Regions from separate parts of the Mus musculus genome. Here regions 1, 2, 3, 4, 5 and 6 are each linked to region 7. The links are chromatin contacts, called in public Hi-C, promoter capture Hi-C and targeted proximity ligation maps. All regions are on one chromosome and are shown on one strand. The core of a region is the stretch at or near the end of the contact, and the rest is flanking DNA. Distances in the headings are between cores, read along the strand shown.

Region 1 (2,700 bases), core at 32-2,531, 680 kb before region 7:
CTGAGCGTACAAGGCCTCCACAGTAATATCCTGTCTCAAAAACAAAACAGGAACCACTAAAGTAAAACGACAAAAATACAACCCCCCCCCCCAAAAAAAAACCCAACAACCATAAAAACCACTGGTATTCAGAGTAGCAAGCAAGACTGTGCCCTATTTGCCAGGTCAGCTTCTCTGGCTCCTTCCATCAAATTACCCACTTCTGCACAATCCCAGAGGCCAGAAGGACGTGGGGACAGGAAAAGAAGGCTTGCTGCTGAAGGCAAACCCACAAACACACAGGACCCCCACTCCTCGTGGAGGCACAGAAGGAGGGCTCAGCCACTGTTCTGGTCATGGGGTCCTTGAGGACTCACAGTGACAAGCCCAGAGAGCCAGGATGCAACCAGGTACCGCACCGAGCCGGCCATCAGCCTTCAGCCTCACTGTCCCAGCTTTCTTCCCCCTATCAGGTTGCTCTGAGAAACTGAGGCTTGGTTAGAGTCGAAGTATGGCATAATCAGACTCTTCAGAGAAGGGTCGGTGTTCCAGTTTTCCTCTCTAGGGTAAAGCATGGGGATTTGCACCATAGTGGATGGAGAAGAGGTGATGTCGCCCGACGAACATCACTTACTAACTTTCAGCAACTAACTTTCAGCACTCTTTTCTATACTACGCTCGGGTAGGGGCTTTCAGTCCTATCATGTAGTTAACCTTCAGAGAGGTTAAGGGACTTGCCCAAAGGCACACAGCTGTAAGAGGCAAAGGCTTGATTTTACTGCTGCCAGTCGAGCTCCAAAGTCCTCACACTCTCGTCGCCAAGTAGTGACAACAACTGCTCTCGTAGGATTTGCTATTTCCCTAGGTGGCCCAATTCAGTCCCTGTGACACCCCTCCCCCTAAGTGCTATTAGTCCCACTTTGCTTCTACTGGCTAAAACTGAAAAACTCTGCCTTCGACCCCAGGCCCTGCTGAGATTTCCCCCTAGGAGGCTAGAGCTGGGTTCTTTCGAGGCAGCTCTCAGCAGACCCGCACATGGGGGGTGTCCCCAGCGCAGGGCCAAGGATGAGGGCACTCACCTCTGGGAAGGCCCCTTTGGCGAAGACCATCATCAGTGACGTCTTCCCGCAGCCCCCGTCGCCCACCAGGACCACCTTGACCGAGTGCCCGCTCTGCGGCGCCTCTTCTCCCGCAACCTGGGACGCGTTCATCCCTGGCTGGCGGACGGCGGTGCGCGGAGCAGCAGGCGGTACGCGGCGGGCTGGCTGCGGCGGGCGCGGGGCTGGCCCGGCGGGACAGGAATGTGGAAGGGGCGGGGCGGCGGGAGGAAGTGGGAGCGGGGCGGCCGGGACAGGAGGCGGCCCGGGGGGCGGGGGACACCCAGCTCAGGTGAGAAGCCCGGGACAAGATGGGGGTGCGGCGCCCGCCCAAGGGTGGACGCTCCTGGGGTCCGGTCTCCTGGCGTCCTGTCTAGACACTCAAGAAAGACTTTTGCAGCACCTACTGCGTGCAGTCGCTGAGGCCGCAGGGGTGAGCGGAGACCTACGCCTCCAGAGGGCACCCAGGGCTCGTGGGAGAGTAGACAAGTACTTGGAGAGAGGCTGGGGACAGGGAAGGAGGAAGCACCTGGACTATCTGCCATGGGTGGGAGGTTATTTTTATGAATGAATGGGTGGGTGAATGAATGAATGAATGAATGAATGAATATGAGTTTCTGCTATTTGCGGACCTCCTCCAAATGTTGTAGGCCAGATGAGAAAGGAGTGGCCCGGGCATGCCCTTGTGGGTCACTGCAGGACCTCTTCAGCCAGCTCCAGGAAGTTTCAATGAAGGTGGAATTACCACGCATCTCACCCAGGCAGCCAGTGAGCTAAGGAAAACTATGGAACCGTCCATCTGTAGAGCTCAGAGCTAGCTCTGGCACATGGCAGATGTCATGAATGGTTCATATTATGGTATATAGTATGATGGCCTTTTAGTTTTATTTTTTACGCGTGTGGGCGTTTTATCTGCATGTATAGACATAGACATGCATCCTGGTGTCCTCTGCACTCGGAAACCCTGGAACTAGAGTTACAGACATTATGAGCCACTATGTGGGTGAACCGGGATCCTCTGGAAGAGCAGCCAATGTTCTTAACCTCTGGGCCATCTCTCCAGCTCTTTGGTATAATGTTTAATCAATGCAGATGATCCTTAGTTTCTTAGAGTCTGGGGACCCTGCACTGTTCCGATCAAAACCTCGACTCTGAGAAGCCTAGAATAGGAGGTGTCAGGACAGGAGAAAGGAAAAAGGGGCTCTTCGAAGAGACTGGAGCAAGGTAGCCACGCCCCCACTTCTTAGCGACAGGACAGAGGGCGGGACTTGGCTGAGGAGCTAGTATCTGGAGGGTGGAGCACTTTGGATTTCAGGAATAAATCTTACTTTTCTCTAAATCTCCGCAACCTTCTTTGTGATCAGATTTTTCTTTTTAACTTTTGGTGAGCATAAGTGGGCTGGAAATGTAGCCGCGCTGCCCGGATGCTTAACCAGCACTCATGAAAGCCTCGGTCCCATTCCCAGTTCCACATAAACCGGGCTTGGAGATCCATGCTTCTAATTCCAATACTGATGAGGTGAAGCCAGGAAAATCTGAAGCTCAATGTCAGCTTGGCTGTTCAGTGAGTTCAAGGCCAGCATGGATTAGATATTCTGTCTAAAAAAGAGGGGAAAAAGGTCTC
Region 2 (2,700 bases), core at 43-2,542, 640 kb before region 7:
GTGCTCAGGAAATGCCCCCAGAGAGTCCAGGGTTCCCTGTCAGCCCTGGAAATGTAGGGAGGGGTGGCCTAGCAGCTGAGACTCCAGCCCTTCAAGGTGTGAAAAGTGACTTGCCCCATCCAAGTCACTAGCAAGCACTTAGTAGGATGAAGCCAGGTTTGGACCCCAGGCTGGGAGGTCCCACTCTTCTGGGCTGCTTGAGAAAGATTTCACATTGCTCAGAGAGGACTGGAAATGGGGGTTGGGGTTGGGATTGGGGGTGGGGTGGGGTGAGGTGAGTGTATAATTGTAATTGTCCTGGCCTTACTGGGTGCATTGTTAACACCTAGGTGGGTTTCCTTCCCTTGCCTTTCTTAGTTTCTAATAAGGACTACTTCTGAGGCTCTGCAAACTCTGCACCCTGGCTAAACAGCTCAGGTGCTTGTTTCCCAGGTTCTTCTCAACGGATTTGTCCCCATCAACTGTAAGGCGAGACAGTCTTTTAGCAGCACCATGCCCACCAAAGAGAAAGGCTCAGGGCTCCTTCACCTACAATGCCGTTTACTGCCCCCATGTTCAGCTCCCGTCTATACACAGCTTCGAGTGAAGCTCAAGGAACCCTTAGGTTCTTCCCGTAGGCCTCCTGGAGAAGAGATGCGACGCGCCCCCTACGATGCAGATCCTCATACCCTCACACCACACTGGAATTTTGGGAGGGGGCACTGGCCAGGGACCCCCAACGGGATGTAAGGTCAGGGGCAGTTAGGACAGCCAAGGTGTTGAGTGTGAAGGTGAGGGGTGTGTGCGGTGTGCGAGCTCAGGGGAGGTGTGTAAACAGCCGGGTGAACCGCGTGTGTGCACATGGGGGCCGGGCGAGCTGGCGCCAGGCGATGCGCAGTGCGCGGAGTGGCTGGGCCGGGGAAGGGCGCCGGGCGTGCTCTGTGCCCCGCGTTGGTGTGCCAGCGCAGCGCGGGGGTGCAGACGTACGGAGTGTGAGGGGCCCCGGGTTTCGGGCTTAAGAAGAGGGACTGAGTGCGTCCGCCCGTCCATGCCCAGGGCGCTTGTGCCTGCCGCGCTCTGTGTGGGGGCCAGGGTGCCTACTCACCCGGGGTTCCGCGGAGGGGACGCGGGTCCGACTCCTGGTTCTATCTCTGCTCCCACGCTGGCCTCCCGCAGTTGGCTCTCACAGGCGCTCGGCCGCCCGCTGCTACGCCACCCCTGCAGTGTAGCGGGGCGCTCGTCTCCTGCTGGAGCCTCGCCTCACCGATGGGGGCTCCGCGGGGCCCGGCGGCCGAATGGAGCAGCGCCGCAGTCCGGGCACGCTCCCAGGAGCCCGCCGCGCGCTCCCTCGCGCTCGCCCGCCCGCTCGCCTGCTCCTTCTTGAATTTAAAGTGACAACCCCGAGCGCTCTCTCTACTCCAAGGAGCAGAGCAGCGCTGCGAGGATCTAGTCGGAGATCCCCAAGCGCGTGAGGGTCCTGGGGGGGGGGGGGGCAGCCAAGTTGGACCCTGGGATCGCAGGCTTGTGGATGTGTTGGGTAGGGAACCCTGTGCTCACCAGGGGCGCACCCCACTCCCTTTATGTTGTTCTCCTTCTAGGCCTCAGTTTCTTTATCTGTAAAACGGACTCAAGAGAGTCACACACACACACACACACTCACAAAATCAGACCAGCGAGCAGCGCAGCCAGCAGTATTCCCTTCTCTGAATGGCTGATATTTCCTTCCATGATTGAGTTGTGATTGTACGCTATACCAGTCCAGGTCACTTACCGACATCATCTTTTGTAATCTCTGCAATGACCTCATCGGCGGCCACTCCATTTATTTATTTATTTTTTTTGAGATAAGGCCCAGGGTGGATATGAAGGCCAAATGACTTCAAAGTCTTTTTTTTTTTTTTTTTTTTTTTTTTTTTTTTTTTTTTTTTAGAGAGAGAGAGAGGGAGAATGGGAGAATGAATCACTTTATAGCCCTAGCTGTCCTGGAAATCACTAAGTAGATCAGGCTGGCCTTGCTCGAACTCACAGAGATATCAGCCTCTGTCTCCCAATTGCTGGGACTAAAGGCATGTGCCACCACACCTGACTTTCTTTTTTAACCTCTTAAGGGTCATACTTTCTCTTCCAAGGAATGAATGAATCATTCAGGAGATATTTATGACGCTCTCACCCAGGCTCTCGGCACAGTGCCAGGCGTGGGCGATCTTCCGGGAACAAGGGACAGGTCCCCTCCCTGCCCGCGCAGTCTGGCAGGAAGATAAGTCGGGTATTAGGAGAGGCTGGGTGTTGCCCTTCAGGAGGGGGCGGCGGGGCACCTGTTCTGGACACAGTGACCAGAACAGCGAGCTGGGAAGACACCTGACTAGGCCTCCAGGAGGATCTGGAGTCTGGGAGAGAAGTTGACAATCTCATGGAGAGCCAATACCAAAAGGCTGGGTTGTCTGAGAGTAGTGTGGAGAGCAGACAGACAAGCTTGGTCCAGAAAACCAAAGGGAGGTTGCAACTTCACCCTCACCTATAGGGGGCACCATCATTTTCTGGACCTGAAAAAGAAGTGAGTTCTGTCTTGGAGCTAGGGATTGGACCATGGACATTTGGTGCCATTTCCCATTTAACTAACCTTCAAGGCTACTTATAGCTTTGGCAAGACTGAACCCATTTTCGTTTTTAATTTTTTTTTTTTTTTTTTAAGAGTGCTTCCTGGGCAGCGGTGGCACACGC
Region 3 (2,700 bases), core at 136-2,635, 550 kb after region 7:
TGACCCCTGTGAAAGGACTGCTCGACCCTCAAAGGGGTCCCAGCACACAGGTTGAGAACTGCTGCTTCTGGACTTGTCAGAGCTGCACCTGCCTACTCTGCCCGTGTGCGTAGGAGTAAGGCAGCCTTGTGAGGGGAGACGGGAGAGGCTCAAGGTCTCACAGGATGTAAGGCTGAAACACCCAAGGCCCCAGGGACCTACTAAGTGCGGAAATGTGGTGAAGCTACACTAGGCAGGTGCAAAAGGTGTGAGAAGGCCGAGCCTACCTCGGCGTGAGCTAGGAATGGAGCCAACAGCTGGGGCAGGGGCAGGCCTCCATTAGTACTTTTTTTTGCATCATCCAGTGGCATCAAGGGGGCCAGGCTGGGAGGGGACAGGGAGCAGCTCCACGGTGCCCCTCAGCTGGGTCTCCAGAACCAAACAAGAGCAGACCTCCTCAGGGTCTTCCTGTCTGTCTGTCTGTCTTCTAGGATAAGCTCTGATGCTGCACTTCATGAGTTCTTTGAAGACTCCTTGGAAACTGAAAGGTGAAGCCAACTATGTCCGTGTGTGAACTGTGCAGGCCCCAGGTCCATAGACCAAGCTGTGGGCACAGACTGAGGCCGCAGTGCCGGGAGGAGCCCTGGGAATGTGTGCAGCCCAGTCCAGGAGCTCCCTCTTGTTCTGGCCCTGCCTTAAGGGGTGTACTTGGGCTCTGCCCCCCACCCCTCATCTTCACACAAGGTCCATTGAGGCCAGGACATTCCTTGCAGCCTGTGTCACTGAGGGGGGAAAAGGGGGGTGCCCCGCCCCCACAGATCCGGAAGGCCTGGCTGCCCCAGGAGGAGGCGCTGGATGCTTCCCAGCACATCTGGAGGTCGTGACCCTATTTCTGTTGCCAGGGAGTGCTGCAGATGTTTCCTCCCAGGCCAGACTCAGGATTGCAAAGGCTGGGAAAGAGGTCACACTGGGAAAAGGGGAGCCCCAGAATAGGGGGAGCCCCACACACTCAGCAGCAGGAGCAGCTGCCAGCATTGCTGAGAAAAGTCCAGAACCAATGAATCCACTCAGTGGAGCTCTGAATCTGCTCATGCAGAGGAGGGAGTGGGAGCTGCCAGCAGGAGACAGAACACTGGACGTGCTGACTCGGGGCTGGACTGGGGCAGGAGGTTGGGTGGGGTACGTGTAGCGAAAGCAGCCAATAGTCCCGTTCCTCCCCACACTACAAGGGTTCACGTCCAGGCTACTTTGTTGGGTATCCAGCCCGAACCTGGTGCCTCCCGATCCCTGATCCCGCCAGTACCTCTCGGGCTCAAGCTGGCCACCGCTGCCTTCCGCACCAAGGTCCCGCTGCCTGCTCACACCGCTCCCGGCGCCTCCGCTCCGCCTGGGGGCGGGGCCAGGATGGAGGCGGTACGTAGTGGAGGGGCGGGACTACCCGGGAGCTGTCTAAGGCGGGAAGCACAGTGGGTGGGGACCTCCGACAGGAACCTAGGCAGCCCCGGACAGCCTGAAGTTCTCTGTCCCAGCCTTCAGCTGCTCTTTTAACTCCCGGTCCTAGCCCAGTCAGTGACTTCACCGAGAAATGGGAACAAATGTACCTGCCTTCCAGACCAATTGGAGCGCTAGAGGCCACTTAGTGTCCTGCTGTGGCTCAGCAGACAGCAGGTATTAGGGCCAGAAACTATTTCACTCTTTAAGGGCTGGGCCAAGCTAGATAACTGATCTACACAGGCTACCATTTATGCAATGGCGAACACCATTAAATCCAGCACTCTGAAGGCAGAGGCAGGTGGATCTGAGGTCAAGGCCAGCCTGATGTACATAGGGAGTACATAGTAAGCCCCTGTCTCAAAAACGAAATAGAATCCTTTCTATTCACCTGTTATTTTCTTTAAGCTTGGAACAAATGAGGTTGAGCAGTCTTTGATCAAGATCAAGGCTGATGGATGTGTGAGCCACCTGGGCATAGAGGACTGCTTGAAAAGCAGAGGCTCAGCTCTCTCCTTTATCCTCTCACTTCTTTCTCCTCTTCCCTTTGTCTTTTCTCTCCTTTCTCTTTCTTCTTCTCTAGCCTTCCCCGTCCCCACACACTCTCTCTCTCTACCTTTTCTCTTCCCCCCTGCATTTCTATAATAAAGCTCTTAAACCATTAAAAAAAAAAAAAAAAAAAGAAAGGCAGAGGCAGGTGAGGAAGGCAGCCCATCCCACCTCATGTCTGCCTGGAGCCCAGCAGTCTGACCCCTTATCCCTCACACTCTTCTGACTTCAGCCTCCCTGCCTCCGGCACCTCTACCAACCTCACCTCGTCCCACAGAAAATAAAACTGCCAACCAAAATCAAAAATAGTGTTATTAATTTGGTGTCTCTGAAGCACAGAAAAAAAAAGAAAGAAAAATGACAAAAGAACGAATGAACCCACCCTTGCCACATATCGGGCCCCAGGTCCAGGCTAAGGAGGCCAGCCTTGGGGGCAGTGCAGGCCCCAGAGGCAAAGTCAGTCCTGGCCATGGGCTCCAATGAGGGACCAGCCCATGGGTTTGGCTCTTAGGGCCTGGCTAGGAGGCTGCTGCCTCAGTTTGGGATCCAGGCCACGGATCAGGGAGAGAAGTCTAGGTCACTGAGTTGTGACACTGAAGTAGCCAGATATCAGGGTGCAGACACCAGAGCCAAAGCCAATCAGTTCTGTAGTCCAGCAGAGTCCGAGTTACTGAGTCCCGG
Region 4 (2,700 bases), core at 103-2,602, 520 kb after region 7:
CGGAAGCTGCAGTTACAGTTGCTGATAACTGGACTCTGGTCTTCTGCAAGGGCATTATCGACTCTTAACTGATGGGCCATCTCTCCAGCCTGCAACCATCCTTTTTTAAAGAGCATCTTCTGTAGTTCTGGATGGGTTCAAACTATGTAGAGGAGGATGACGTTGAACGTCTGACCCCATGAGCGCTGGGATTACTGGAGCATCCTGGAGTCAGAGATCAAATCCCAGCTTCCTGCAACGTTATGCAAAAACTACTGAGTTCTCATTTCTAGCCTTTACTTTTTAGTAAGGACGCTGGTATTCATATTAACTTAAATTGTAACTATATGTGTTTTTACAAGTGGTTCATGTGAGGACCAATGATGGCTGTGTGCCATTAATTGGAGATTATATTCATTCTGTCGCCTTGACATCCGCCCTCGCAAAATATTAAACTGCTTTTTCTAATCTGCGCCAAGTGAGAAACTGAAATGAGTGGGAGGGGCGTAACTATTTTCACTTTTGTCTTCCTGTTTTTTTCAGAGCCTGGGAAAGCAATTCAGAATTTCCAATCTTTTCCAATTCCCACATGATTTCCTAATTTAGAGAAAATAAGTCTTTCTCTGAGTGCTGAAACCTCCTGTGGCCCGGGAGGCGCCTCCTCCTTCTGGCATAGTGGAGGCAGCCTGATGTGTTGCGTCCTCCGGCCAGAGTCCCCACACTCAATCTGCACACCTGCCCTTGGCTTAGATGGCAATTTTTGCTCCCTACAAACGCTTTCCTCATTGGAGCCTGGACTCCTGGGAGGCCTTGAAGGAGATGTTCACGGTGTGACCCTAGCTGGTTCCGGAGATCCCTAAAGATCTAAACCTTAGCAGACAGCACCTATGTGTGCAGACGAAGCCCTGGGGCTCTTCCAGCACTCATGGCTCTCAGGGACTCTTAGAGGTACAGGTGTCTGCCTAGTCCTCGGTCTGCCCCTCTACCCTAAGGCCTGTCGGATGCAGCACGCTCGCTCCGCGAAGCACTCCTGCGCGCAGCCGGATCTAGGTTGGGGAGCATGTGGCCCGTAGCACGCGGGTCCCCAGAAGGCCCCTGCACGCTTAGGAAAACGTGTGGAATTCAGTCACTGGCCTCCGCGGGAGCAGCAGGCCTGGGCCTCTCCCTGCGCAGGGCGAATGGCCGCAGCCTGCCACCAGCCCTGGCTCGGCTCCAGTCCCGGCCAGGGTGACATCACCAAACTCCTGAGATCAGAGCGGGGCGGGGAACGGGACCCGAAATCCCCTAAAAACAGAGTGAGTAATCGCGGGCCCGCCCTCCAGGCGGGGCCGGGAACGGGACCGGGACCCCGAGCGAGCCGCGCTGCGGAGCTTGTAGTCGGGCCGGCCTCGGGACAAACAGCCTCGGCGTCCTCCCGCCGCGCTGCGGTGTCCCCGCCCGCGCGCCCGCCGCACACCTTCCGCGCCCAGCGTGAGTCGCGCACCTGCTCTCGGCCCCCCACGCGCGGCGGTGGCGGTGGCGGCGGCTCAGCGCGCAGGCGCGGCCGGATTCCGGGCAGTGACGCGACGACGGGCGCGCGCCGCGCATTTCCGCCTCTGGCGAATGGCTTTACTTTAGCGCGCCGTGGGCTCAGCTGCGACCCCGGCCCCGCCCCCGGGACCCTGACCATGGACGGTGAGGCTGCCCTCTGGCTCGGGGGATGGCTGCCCTAGAGCTCCGGGGCCTGCGGCGGAATCTCCCCCCTCCCCGCGCCGTCTTCCGCCCCTTTCTGCGCCGCGGGTTGCTGCGCAGGGAGCGGCAGGCCGGATGGTGGCACGGGGCGGGGCGGGCTGCGAGGGGGTCTGACTCAGTTACCCCTCTCAGTGGAGGGCGCCTTGACTCAGTGTCCCTCCTGGGTGGGGGTACGGGTGAATCTTGACTCCGTTTCCTCCGGCTCCCCCCACCCCCGTGTCGATGCGATTAGTTCTGGCTTCCTTTCCGTGTAAGGAAGAAAGTATCTGACTCAGTTTCCCCAGAAGAGGAGAGGAGGGTATTACCCCCTCCTCAGTGTCACTTATGAACGTAAAACAGGCACTGACTCAGTTTCCCCTGGCAAAGGAATGCCTCTGTGTCCCCTTTCTCTAGTTCCCCGGCCTCTGTCAGGGCAGGTTTCAGGGTCTTGGCTCAGTTTTCTTGGAAGGGAGGGAGCTTGGCTCTGTCAGGCCTTCGCAGGTGAGGGTGGGCACTGGAGTTTATTGACAATGTGCCTTGTCTTTCCCTTTCAGATCTGTTTCCCCTCATCTTTCCCTCAGGTAAGTTGGACCATCCATCCTCAGTAGTCAGGGGCTGTCCTGGAGTCGGGGCCGTGGGGATAGCACCTGATGGCTGACTGTGTCACCCACAGAGCCAGCCCAGGCTTCTGGGCCTTATGTGGAGATCATCGAACAGCCGAAGCAACGGGGCATGCGATTCCGCTATAAATGCGAGGGGCGCTCAGCGGGCAGTATTCCTGGCGAGAGAAGCACAGATACCACCAAGACACACCCCACCATCAAGGTAAGCAAGAGCCCCCAGGGGTGTCGCTGGGACACAGATGTGGTGGAACGCACTGTGCAGCCCCAGCAGACTTGCCTCCTGGTCACCGTGCCCTGTGTCTAAGAGCCAGATTAGGGATTGCTGGCCACTAGAGTACTCTGTACTTTGGACAGATCAATGGCTACACAGGACCAGGAACAGTTCGAA
Region 5 (2,700 bases), core at 61-2,560, 650 kb after region 7:
GCAAGGGAAGGGGTTTCCCAGCGGGTCTAGGGGTCGCCAGAGTCCAGGAGCCTCAGTGCGGGCAGATCAAGGTACGGTGACCTCGGGCACCCACCACTTCTCTCTGACTGCTCTGCTACTGCTGTCAGCCAGCTCCGGGGGATCATACTGCTCGAGCTCCGGGATCCCCTTGCTGGGTGGTCCCCCGCCGTTGCCCTGTGCCGAGTACATGTAGTCCAGACCCCCAAGTTTCCACTCGCCAGCCCTGTCCACAAACACAGCGGCCATGCAGACATTATTGTGGATGAGGTTGCAGTCGTTGACCAGGAAGCTGAGGGCTTTCACGATCTGGTGTAACCCCCATGACAGCTCCTGCTCCTTCAGGCCACCTGCTTCTGCTCGTGCCTTGAGGTATGTTCCCAGGGGGGTCACAGCCTCTGTCACGATGTGGAGGCACTTTTCTGTCTGAGTAAGAAAAGGGGTATCAGGGCACGGTGCCAGAAGAGGAAGGGAAGATGAGGGGCGTGACAGGGAAAGAGGCAGTGGAGAAGATACCAAATCTGAAGCTACTGAAGCACTTGGGTACAAAGTGAGGGCCTGAGGAGAGTAAGATGGGTAGATCGGGCGACAGGTACCTCCAACCCATCGATATAGGCCAGGATGTTGGGGTGTCGGAGAGTTTTGAGGCGTTTGAAGGCAGCTTTGGCCACCTGGGTCTGCTCTTCAGCTCCCGGTTTCACATCATACACGAAGATGGACACTGCGCTGCCTGTGGCCTGGTGGAGGACAGACAGAGCAACCTGAGAGGCACGGGCCGGGTGATCTCTCCAACCTGCCTGGGCTACAGCAGCTCCGAGCCCATCTCCAAAACAGAAGGGAAGGGACTCCAGCCAGTCTCGCCCTAGGACAGCCCTGAAGGAGCTAGCCAGGCCCACGTGACCCCCGTCCGGTTTGCTTGTCCGTCCCTCGGTCCTTCCGCCCGCCACGTCGTCACTGCTCGCCCCGCTCCCCAGCCCGTTGCCGGGATTCTCGGTCGCCGCCACGTCAGGCCCGGCGCGACACAGCGAAGCCGGCATACATAGTAGGAAAGGCCGAGGTCGGCCGCGGCCTTCGGAGCAGCGCAGTATCTCACCTTTTTGCGGCCTCGGTGCAGGATCCAGGGCCCGGGCGGCCCGCCTTCGGGGGGCTCAGGGCTCAGCTCGAACGGGAAGTCCCGGACCGGGTCCCGGGCAAAGAACCACATCGTCGCCGCCGCCACGGGCTCGGGAGCCTCCACTCCGGGTCCTCCGGCCGCCCGAGCCGGGGCGGGGCGGGGCGAGGGCGGAGCCAGTCTGGTCTATGGGCGGGGTTTGAGTTGGGGCGGAGCTTTAGGGTGGGGCCTTGCGGGAGTGAGGCTGGACTGAAGGCAGACCTCCCTGGGCAGGGCGGAGCGTGACCGGAAGGGTGAGCCAAGATGGTCATCTGAATGCTCCCAACTTGTGGCCTTGTATAGATAGAAAAATTGAGTGTGATAGAGAGTAGTGAGTGCAACCGTTGTAGAATGAAGAGGGGAGGGGTTCAGGAAGTGAGCGTGACAATAGGGCCTATCTAAACCTGGGGGGGCAGGGGTGGAAAGAGATGGGGAGATAGAAAAGAAAGGCTACTAGTGGCAGGCAGTATGATTGGAAAGTAATAGTAGTGAGGAGAATGGTTATTGCTCTCATTTTTTAAGATATATTTATTTTATGTATATGACTACACTGTAGCTGGCTTCAGACACAACAGAAGAGGGCATCGGATTCCATTACAGATGGTTGTGAGCTGCCATGTGGTTGCTGGGAATTGAACACAGGACCTCTGGAAAAGCAGTCAGTGCTCTTAACCCCTGGTCTCTCCAAACTCCAATGGTTATCTCTTAAGCCAAACGCTCCTTCAACAGGCAATGGGCAGATTTGGGGTTCAGCGAGGAATTTAGTTACTACAATAAAGGTACTTGAGACCTTGAGAGTGGGGTTGAGGTGGAGATAGGCAAGGGGTGACACAAATGTCCTGAGAGGTCTGGGAAACTGTTGTTAGAGAAGTATGTCCAAAGTGGACATGGGTGCTGGCCAGAGTCCTGCAGGAGCTTGAAGCTGGGAATGATGTTTGAGTCACTGAGCTGAGCTGGCAGTTGGAACATGGCAAAGCCAGGAATAAACCTTTTCTTCCAGAATGTCTCTCAGCACCCTCTGTTGGCCCACAACCTCCTATAACTCCAGTTTTAGGAGCGCCAATACCCTGTGATAGTTTGTATATGGTTGGCCCAGTGTACTCCTATTAAGAAAATACCTCTGTGATGGTTTGTATATCCTTGGACCAGGGAGTGGCACAATCTGGAGGTGTGACCTAATGGGTGTGTCATTGTAGGTGTGGGTATAAGATCCTCACCCTAGTTGCTTGGAAGTCAGTCTTCCACTAGCAGCCTTTGGATGAAGACATAGAAATCTCAGCTCCTCCTGCGCCATGCCTGCCTGGATACTACCATGCTCCCACCTTGATGATAATGGACTGAACCTCTGAACCTGTAAGCCAGCCCCAATTAAATGTTGTTTTTTATAAGACTTGTCTTGGTCATGGTGTCTGTTCACAGCAGTAAAACCCTGACTAATACAGAAGTTGGTACCAGAAGTGGGGTATTGCTGTGATAGGCCTGACCATGCTTTTATTTGAAAGAATGTGGATTTTGGGACTTTGGATTTGGAA
Region 6 (2,700 bases), core at 20-2,519, 620 kb before region 7:
GGAGATCTTTGCTAAGAGATAGGTGCCAGAACCAAGAAGAGCAGCCACATGGGGGCTTTGAATGATCTGGTGGCAGAGGCCTCCTTGGGTCACAAGACAAAGTTCAAAAGCTGGAGCAGTTCAGAGTCCAGAAAAGCCATGCAGGGGCAGATGAAAAGACACAGGAGCAGAGCCGGTGGAGTGAGGGACAGTCACAGCAGCTTTAGTTGTTGGTGTCCAACAAGGTCTCTGGGGAGGCTGGTTGACTCAGGGTCACACTGGGGAAGCTGGCGACAAAACTCCTCCACCTTCTTTTCACATGCTGGAAGACCAAAGTAGGAGAAACATCATAGCAGTGGCTTCAAGTGGTGTTCCACTCACAGCCACCAGGTGGGGGTAGAGCCATGAAAGAGAAGCTAAACTCCTGGGGGGAGGGGAGACCCTTCCCCCTGGGACGAAGGGCCAGGAGGGGTGGGGCAAATCTACTCTTCATCCTGTGTGAGAGGTACAGACGGTAATTTGCCAGAAGTTGCATTGGCCAATCTGCCTGCCTCCTGCTCTAGTCACCCTTGCAACATAGTATTACATTAATCATCTTAATACAGCTCTCAGAGCCTTGTGTGGTAATATATGCCTGCACTCCCAGCACTCAGAACACTGAGTAGGATCAAGAGTTCCAGGCCACTCTGGGCTACTTATCGAGACCCCATCTCAAAACAGAAACAGCTCTGACCATATTCCACCCAGACCCCATTTGCCCACCCTCCTCCAACCTTCAGTGAATCCCCAGTGCCCACAGGGGTGAGGGGAATCACAACTGCTTTTAGTCAAATGCATTCAATTCCTGGGTATTTTGCTTGGCTTTCCTCAGGTCAGCTGTGCTCTTAACCCTTTGCTGCCCGGAGTCCCCACCCTTCCCCATGAAAGTGATAATTCAGTTTGAAGCCACACCTGCTGGTACTGTCTCAGCCACCGCCGGCTGCCTCCTCCTCTCTGGCCTTGGATCAGCTGTTCTTTGTCTCCCAGGGTCCCTGGCAGCCGCTCCTGGACAGAGACCTCCAGCCCTTCCGTGCCATCGGGGACCTGCGACCTGGACTTCTCACGGCCCAGTCTGAGGCTCAGTGCTCTGTGGAGTCGGCCATCCAGAGACCTCCCCTGGGACTCATGGAGCCTCCCATAGGAGGGCCGGGGTTCTCTAAAGGACTGGCTACGCAGGCTGGTCCCCATGATCCTAGAAGCTAGCACTGGTCGGTAAGCCACTAGCTTTGTGAGATGGCCTGGTGCCTTCACTCATATGATGGGAGATCACCTGTAGACAAAGGTCAGTGCTGCTGAGGTGGCTGTCATAAACCAAAGGGCAGGCCACAGAGGCCAAATATCTCTGAGTCATTCTCTCCATTGACTTCTCACCCTGTGGGACTATACAGCGCAGGCTGGCTTCCAGCTCGGGATCCTTCTGAATGCTAGGCTGGTTCCTATTGTCTTCCCTCCTCCCTCCAGACAGCCTTCTCTGACCACACCACCCTGGAGACCTTGCCGGCCTCCTCTGGCCTTGGCCTTGGCTGGCCGTACCACTCATCTCATTGACATTAAGCAAAGATTACTTCTACAACAGGACAGAGAACAGAATAGCTTCATTCTACAACAGTCAAAACCGTAACTACCAGGGTGAAATCGGGTAAGGCAGGGGCTGGACAGTGGACGGTACTTGTTTTCATGGCTCCAGACCTTCAGTTTTACAAGGTGAAAAGTGCTCTGGAGGTCAGCGGCACACATCCAAAATCGTGACCTGCAGGGGCTGGGGGGACGGCTCACTCATAAAGTGCTTGCTGCACAGGATCTGGGTTGGGTTCCCTGGTACCCCTGTGGAAAGGTGGATATGCATCTGTCATCCCAGACCTGGGAGAGACAGGAAACTCTCTGGGACTTGCAGTCCCTGTCTGAGCTGCATTGGTGAACTCCTGACCCAGTGGGACACACTGTCTCAAAAACTAAGGGGAAGGAGTGGTCGAGTGGGTACAGGCACTTGCTGACAAGCCTGACAACCTGAGTTTGATCCTTGGGATTCACCTGGTGGAGAGAACTGGCTGCCACAGGCTTTCCTCTCTCCACCACACATGCGCTGTGGCTCTCAAGAACACACAATACACACACACACACACACACACACACACACACACACACACAAATAAATGTAATTTGAAAATGTAAAAAGGTGAGGCCAGGCAAGGTGGCTCATTCAGTGCTCATGCCAGGGGAATTTCTGTGAGTTTCGGCCAGCCTGGTCTACACAGCTAGTTCCTCTCTCAAAAACTAAGAGGAAAAAAATTAAAGGTAGAGAATGACAGAGGAAGACACTTAGTGTCAACTTCTAGATTACACACATGTGTGCGAGTGTACACACACACACATAATCCCTTCACACACCATACAGAGACACAAAGAAAAAAATGACCTATAGTAAATATTATCTCAGTGCCAGACTTTTGTCTTAGACAGGGTCTTATGTTGCCCAGATGGGCCTCGCTATGTGGCAGAGGATGATCTCGAATTCCTGATCTCTGCCCTCCTCCACCTCCTGAATTCTTGGATTACAAGTATGGGTCACCATGCCTTGTGTAGACAGTGCTGGGGATGGAACACTGATGCTTGTGCACGCTAGGCAAGCACTGTGCCAACTCTGCTACATCCTCAGCCTGGCAGGTTCTGTGTGTGAGAGTG
Region 7 (2,700 bases), core at 180-2,679:
CTCAGCACACAGTAAGTGAGAAGCTATACAACTTAATGAATTCATGCATAATTGTATTGTGAGGGGAGGTTACTAAAGTATTTCTGCTTTCTTCTGTCATCCCAGTCTGTTAGGTAGAATGAGGCCTGAATGGCATAGCTCAGTGTGAGGTAAGGGTGCCCGTTGGGGCAGGGCGCAGGGCTGGCATTTCCAAAGTGTATTCATTGAACGTTGCTTATTGTCCTAACGTGACGCTCTGAAAGACTTGTGTTTCCTTGCTGAGGGTGTTCCTACATCACCAGGGCCCTTCGGGTAATCTTCCACCACAGCCCCAACACTGACCTACCTGAGCCTCCCCAAGCCCCAGCTCGATGGCCTCCAGGGAGCGGCGCAGGAGGAGGCAGCGCTCCTGTGAGCCCGGCTCGGCCTCGCCTGCTTCATGAGAAGCTAGGGGAGCTAGCAGGGCACGATGCTCCCCTCTCAGGGTCTCTAAACCCTGGATCACCGCCTTGGTGCCCAGCACTATCTCGTCCTGACTCAGCTTCTCCTCTCGAGGAAGCACCATCGTGGCCATGGTCGTGCCGTCTGTGGAGGCAAGGGGTGGGGCAGGCGGACGCCAGGCCTAGGGCCACACCGCCGTCCACCCCAAGTTAGGTAAACACCGGGAGGTCCCCGGACGCCTAGGTCCCTATGGATGTCCAGATCCCTCAGCCCGCAGTCCTCGCCGTGCCAGCACGCGGCCTACAGGGGGCGCGCCAGGCTCGTCTAGCCTAGGGAGACGCAATGCGGTGTGACTGAAGTGAGGCTGGACCCCGATTCCGCCCCAGACCACCGGCTCAGGCCAGTTGATCTAAAGCCCATCTTCGAGAGTTATTCGGAACTGTCCTAATCGGTACACAGAGCACTAGGGCATTGCAAGGCGTTCCCAAGTCAGACGCCACAGGCTCTCCGGGCAACTGGGTCTCAGCCCTGGCGACAGCCCCTTTCCCAGGGCAAGCGGAACCACGAGCCCCTCCCCCAGGGCCGACCGAGCCCCGCCACCCCGTCCCCGCCCCCGCCGCTCCGGGGAGACTGCGGTCTTTAGTTTCGGGACAGGTCTCTTCAGGCCGCGCCCACAACGACCCCTCCCGCAGGCTGGCCTGAGGCCCGCAGACCCTCCCTAGAAAAGGCCGGATTCCCAGCCCCAGCCCGGGACCGCGCCCCCTCCCCGCGGGCCGGTCGGGTCCTCCCACAGGCCGCGCCCACGACCACGACGACTCCTCCTCTAGGCCGACCTGCAACCGCTCCTCACTGTCCGGCTTGACTGGGTCTCCCGGCCCAACCGGCCGGCGCCGACCTGCACCTTCTGCTTTGGCCCGGCTCCGGCTCCTGCTCCTGTCCCGCTTCACCCGGATCCTCGACCGTGAGCTCGTCTCGCTGCCTCCATCCCGCCGGCCTTCCCAGCAGTCCCCGCGCCGCCTTAAAGGTGAAGCCGCTACCTCGGCGGCGTCGGAGGGGGCGAAACACGCTCCAGCCGGCCAGCTCGCTGCCTTAAAGGGGCCCCGCAGGCCTGGCCGGCTTCGGGGTGGGGCCAGCCCAGACGGGACGCAGAGGGGCGTGGCTGGACTCGCCCCCTCGGACCAGAGCTTCCAGGTCTGTGCGCTCTGCGGAGCTCCGACCCCGGACCAGAGTGACTGAGGAGCAAGAAGGCCGACCTCCTCAGATTCCAGAGCGAGTCGGTCCACATTGATTGACTGTCAAGTGTTTTTGTCGATGTCTTAGTGCATTGACTTAATGCTCACAAAGGGCTGGTGAGGTGGGTGTTGCCATTACCCACCTCTCACACATCTGACCCCCCAGCCCCCTCCGCGCTCTAGAGACGCACCTCTTACCGGCTTCGGAGGTGACTGTGCCTGTAGGGAATTCTCAGCATCTAGGTTTGCTTTGTGAGGGAACAGAAGGAGGCTTCTGGTTAAAAAGGAGAATTGGGTGGGAAGGAGCGTGTGGAGGTCGGTGGAGAAGGGAGAAGATCCACGCCCCTGAGGGGAATATCTGGGTGGATACTGCTGACCAGATAAGGAGGTCAGACGAGTGCCTTTGGATTGTGGTGGTGTCATTGGGGGGCCTCAGATTGGGTGTCACCAACTCGGAAGGAAAGACCTCTGTGCTAGATAGTTTTATGTCAACTTGACACAAACTAGGGTCATTGAACAGATGGGAATCTCGGCTGAGAAGATGCTGCCATAGGATCGGGCTGCAGGAAAACCTGTTTTCTTACTGATTGTTGTGGGAGGGCCCAGGCCAGGGTAGGTGAGGCCAGAAGGCAGTTCTGAGCAAGTTCAGAGGGCAAGCCCAGAAGCAGCACTCCTTCATGGGCTCTGCATCAGCTCCTTTCTCTGGGTTCTGTTCTCTCTGGGTGCCTGTCCTGACTTCCTTCACTGGATGAAGAGTGCACCAAATAAACCCTTTTGGTCACTGTGTTTCCACACAGCAATATTAACTCTAACTAGGACGGCCTCTTTGGTCCCTATCCCACTAGATTCTACAGTACTCTTCCCATCTCTACTCCACACCCACTTGGTGCTGACACAACATCGGCCTTTCTAACATTTTTCTTGTTTTGCCTTCTGGAATGTAGGTCATCACCTGTTGGCTGGGGCCTGGGGTAGATAGAGAATGTGGTAGCAATCAGTAGACGGCTACCTTACAAAGCGTGCGGAGGGGAGGGGATGGCTGAAAGGA

Evidence for each region. Hi-C and Micro-C count contacts between places; a contact is called where the count stands out from the background. Capture Hi-C pulls out chosen DNA fragments and counts their contacts.
Region 1: a promoter capture Hi-C map of adipose tissue shows a contact between it and region 7. A contact is called at or near these places in 2 of 39 promoter capture datasets (liver and stem cell-derived epiblast-like cells) and 1 of 9 other capture datasets (adipose tissue).
Region 2: a targeted proximity ligation map of pancreatic cancer cells shows a contact between it and region 7. A contact is called at or near these places in 1 of 39 promoter capture datasets (cranial neural crest), 2 of 130 datasets of targeted methods (bone marrow-derived macrophages and pancreatic cancer cells) and 1 of 9 other capture datasets (adipose tissue).
Region 3: a Hi-C map of CD8 T cells shows a contact between it and region 7, with 4 times the contacts expected there. A contact is called at or near these places in 4 of 39 promoter capture datasets (hippocampal neurons, neutrophils, pre-B cells and 1 more) and 1 of 484 Hi-C or Micro-C datasets (CD8 T cells).
Region 4: a targeted proximity ligation map of pancreatic cancer cells shows a contact between it and region 7. A contact is called at or near these places in 3 of 130 datasets of targeted methods (effector CD8 T cells, extraembryonic endoderm stem cells and pancreatic cancer cells).
Region 5: a targeted proximity ligation map of pancreatic cancer cells shows a contact between it and region 7. A contact is called at or near these places in 2 of 39 promoter capture datasets (both in liver) and 3 of 130 datasets of targeted methods (bone marrow-derived macrophages, microglia and pancreatic cancer cells).
Region 6: a promoter capture Hi-C map of adipose tissue shows a contact between it and region 7, with 2.3 times the contacts expected there. A contact is called at or near these places in 3 of 39 promoter capture datasets (cranial neural crest, embryonic stem cells and fetal liver), 2 of 130 datasets of targeted methods (bone marrow-derived macrophages and pancreatic cancer cells) and 2 of 9 other capture datasets (adipose tissue and liver).

The regions. Positions count from the first base shown.
Region 1 is chr19:4,438,162-4,440,861 of GRCm38.p6, forward strand. It overlaps Rhod (ras homolog family member D), which reads right to left and starts at 1,282. Exons shown (of 5, transcript NM_007485.5): 1 at 1,059-1,282. The coding sequence starts at 1,190. A930001C03Rik (RIKEN cDNA A930001C03 gene) reads left to right here and starts at 1,162. Exons shown (of 3, transcript NR_045990.1): 1 at 1,162-1,228.
Region 2 is chr19:4,475,851-4,478,550 of GRCm38.p6, forward strand. Syt12 (synaptotagmin XII) reads right to left here and starts at 1,293. Exons shown (of 8, transcript NM_134164.5): 1 at 1,085-1,293.
Region 3 is chr19:5,662,322-5,665,021 of GRCm38.p6, forward strand. Sipa1 (signal-induced proliferation associated gene 1) reads right to left here and starts at 1,386. Exons shown (of 17, transcript NM_001164480.1): 1 at 1,283-1,386. It overlaps Pcnx3 (pecanex homolog 3), which reads right to left. Exons shown (of 35, transcript NM_144868.3): 35 at 2,314-2,700.
Region 4 is chr19:5,636,189-5,638,888 of GRCm38.p6, forward strand. Rela (v-rel reticuloendotheliosis viral oncogene homolog A (avian)) reads left to right here and starts at 1,353. Exons shown (of 11, transcript NM_009045.5): 1 at 1,353-1,653; 2 at 2,244-2,270; 3 at 2,363-2,514; 4 at 2,667-2,700. The coding sequence starts at 1,647.
Region 5 is chr19:5,770,109-5,772,808 of GRCm38.p6, forward strand. It overlaps Scyl1 (SCY1-like 1 (S. cerevisiae)), which reads right to left and starts at 1,311. Exons shown (of 17, transcript NM_023912.3): 1 at 1,112-1,311; 2 at 615-755; 3 at 95-444. The coding sequence starts at 1,222.
Region 6 is chr19:4,497,314-4,500,013 of GRCm38.p6, forward strand. It overlaps 2010003K11Rik (RIKEN cDNA 2010003K11 gene), which reads right to left and starts at 1,270. Exons shown (of 2, transcript NM_027237.2): 1 at 931-1,270; 2 at 1-301. The coding sequence starts at 1,206. The coding sequence ends at 203.
Region 7 is chr19:5,116,869-5,119,568 of GRCm38.p6, forward strand. Klc2 (kinesin light chain 2) reads right to left here and starts at 1,430. Exons shown (of 16, transcript NM_008451.3): 1 at 1,254-1,430; 2 at 326-564. The coding sequence starts at 553. It overlaps LOC115489018 (a long non-coding RNA gene), which reads left to right. Exons shown (of 2, transcript XR_003952889.1): 2 at 1-2,464.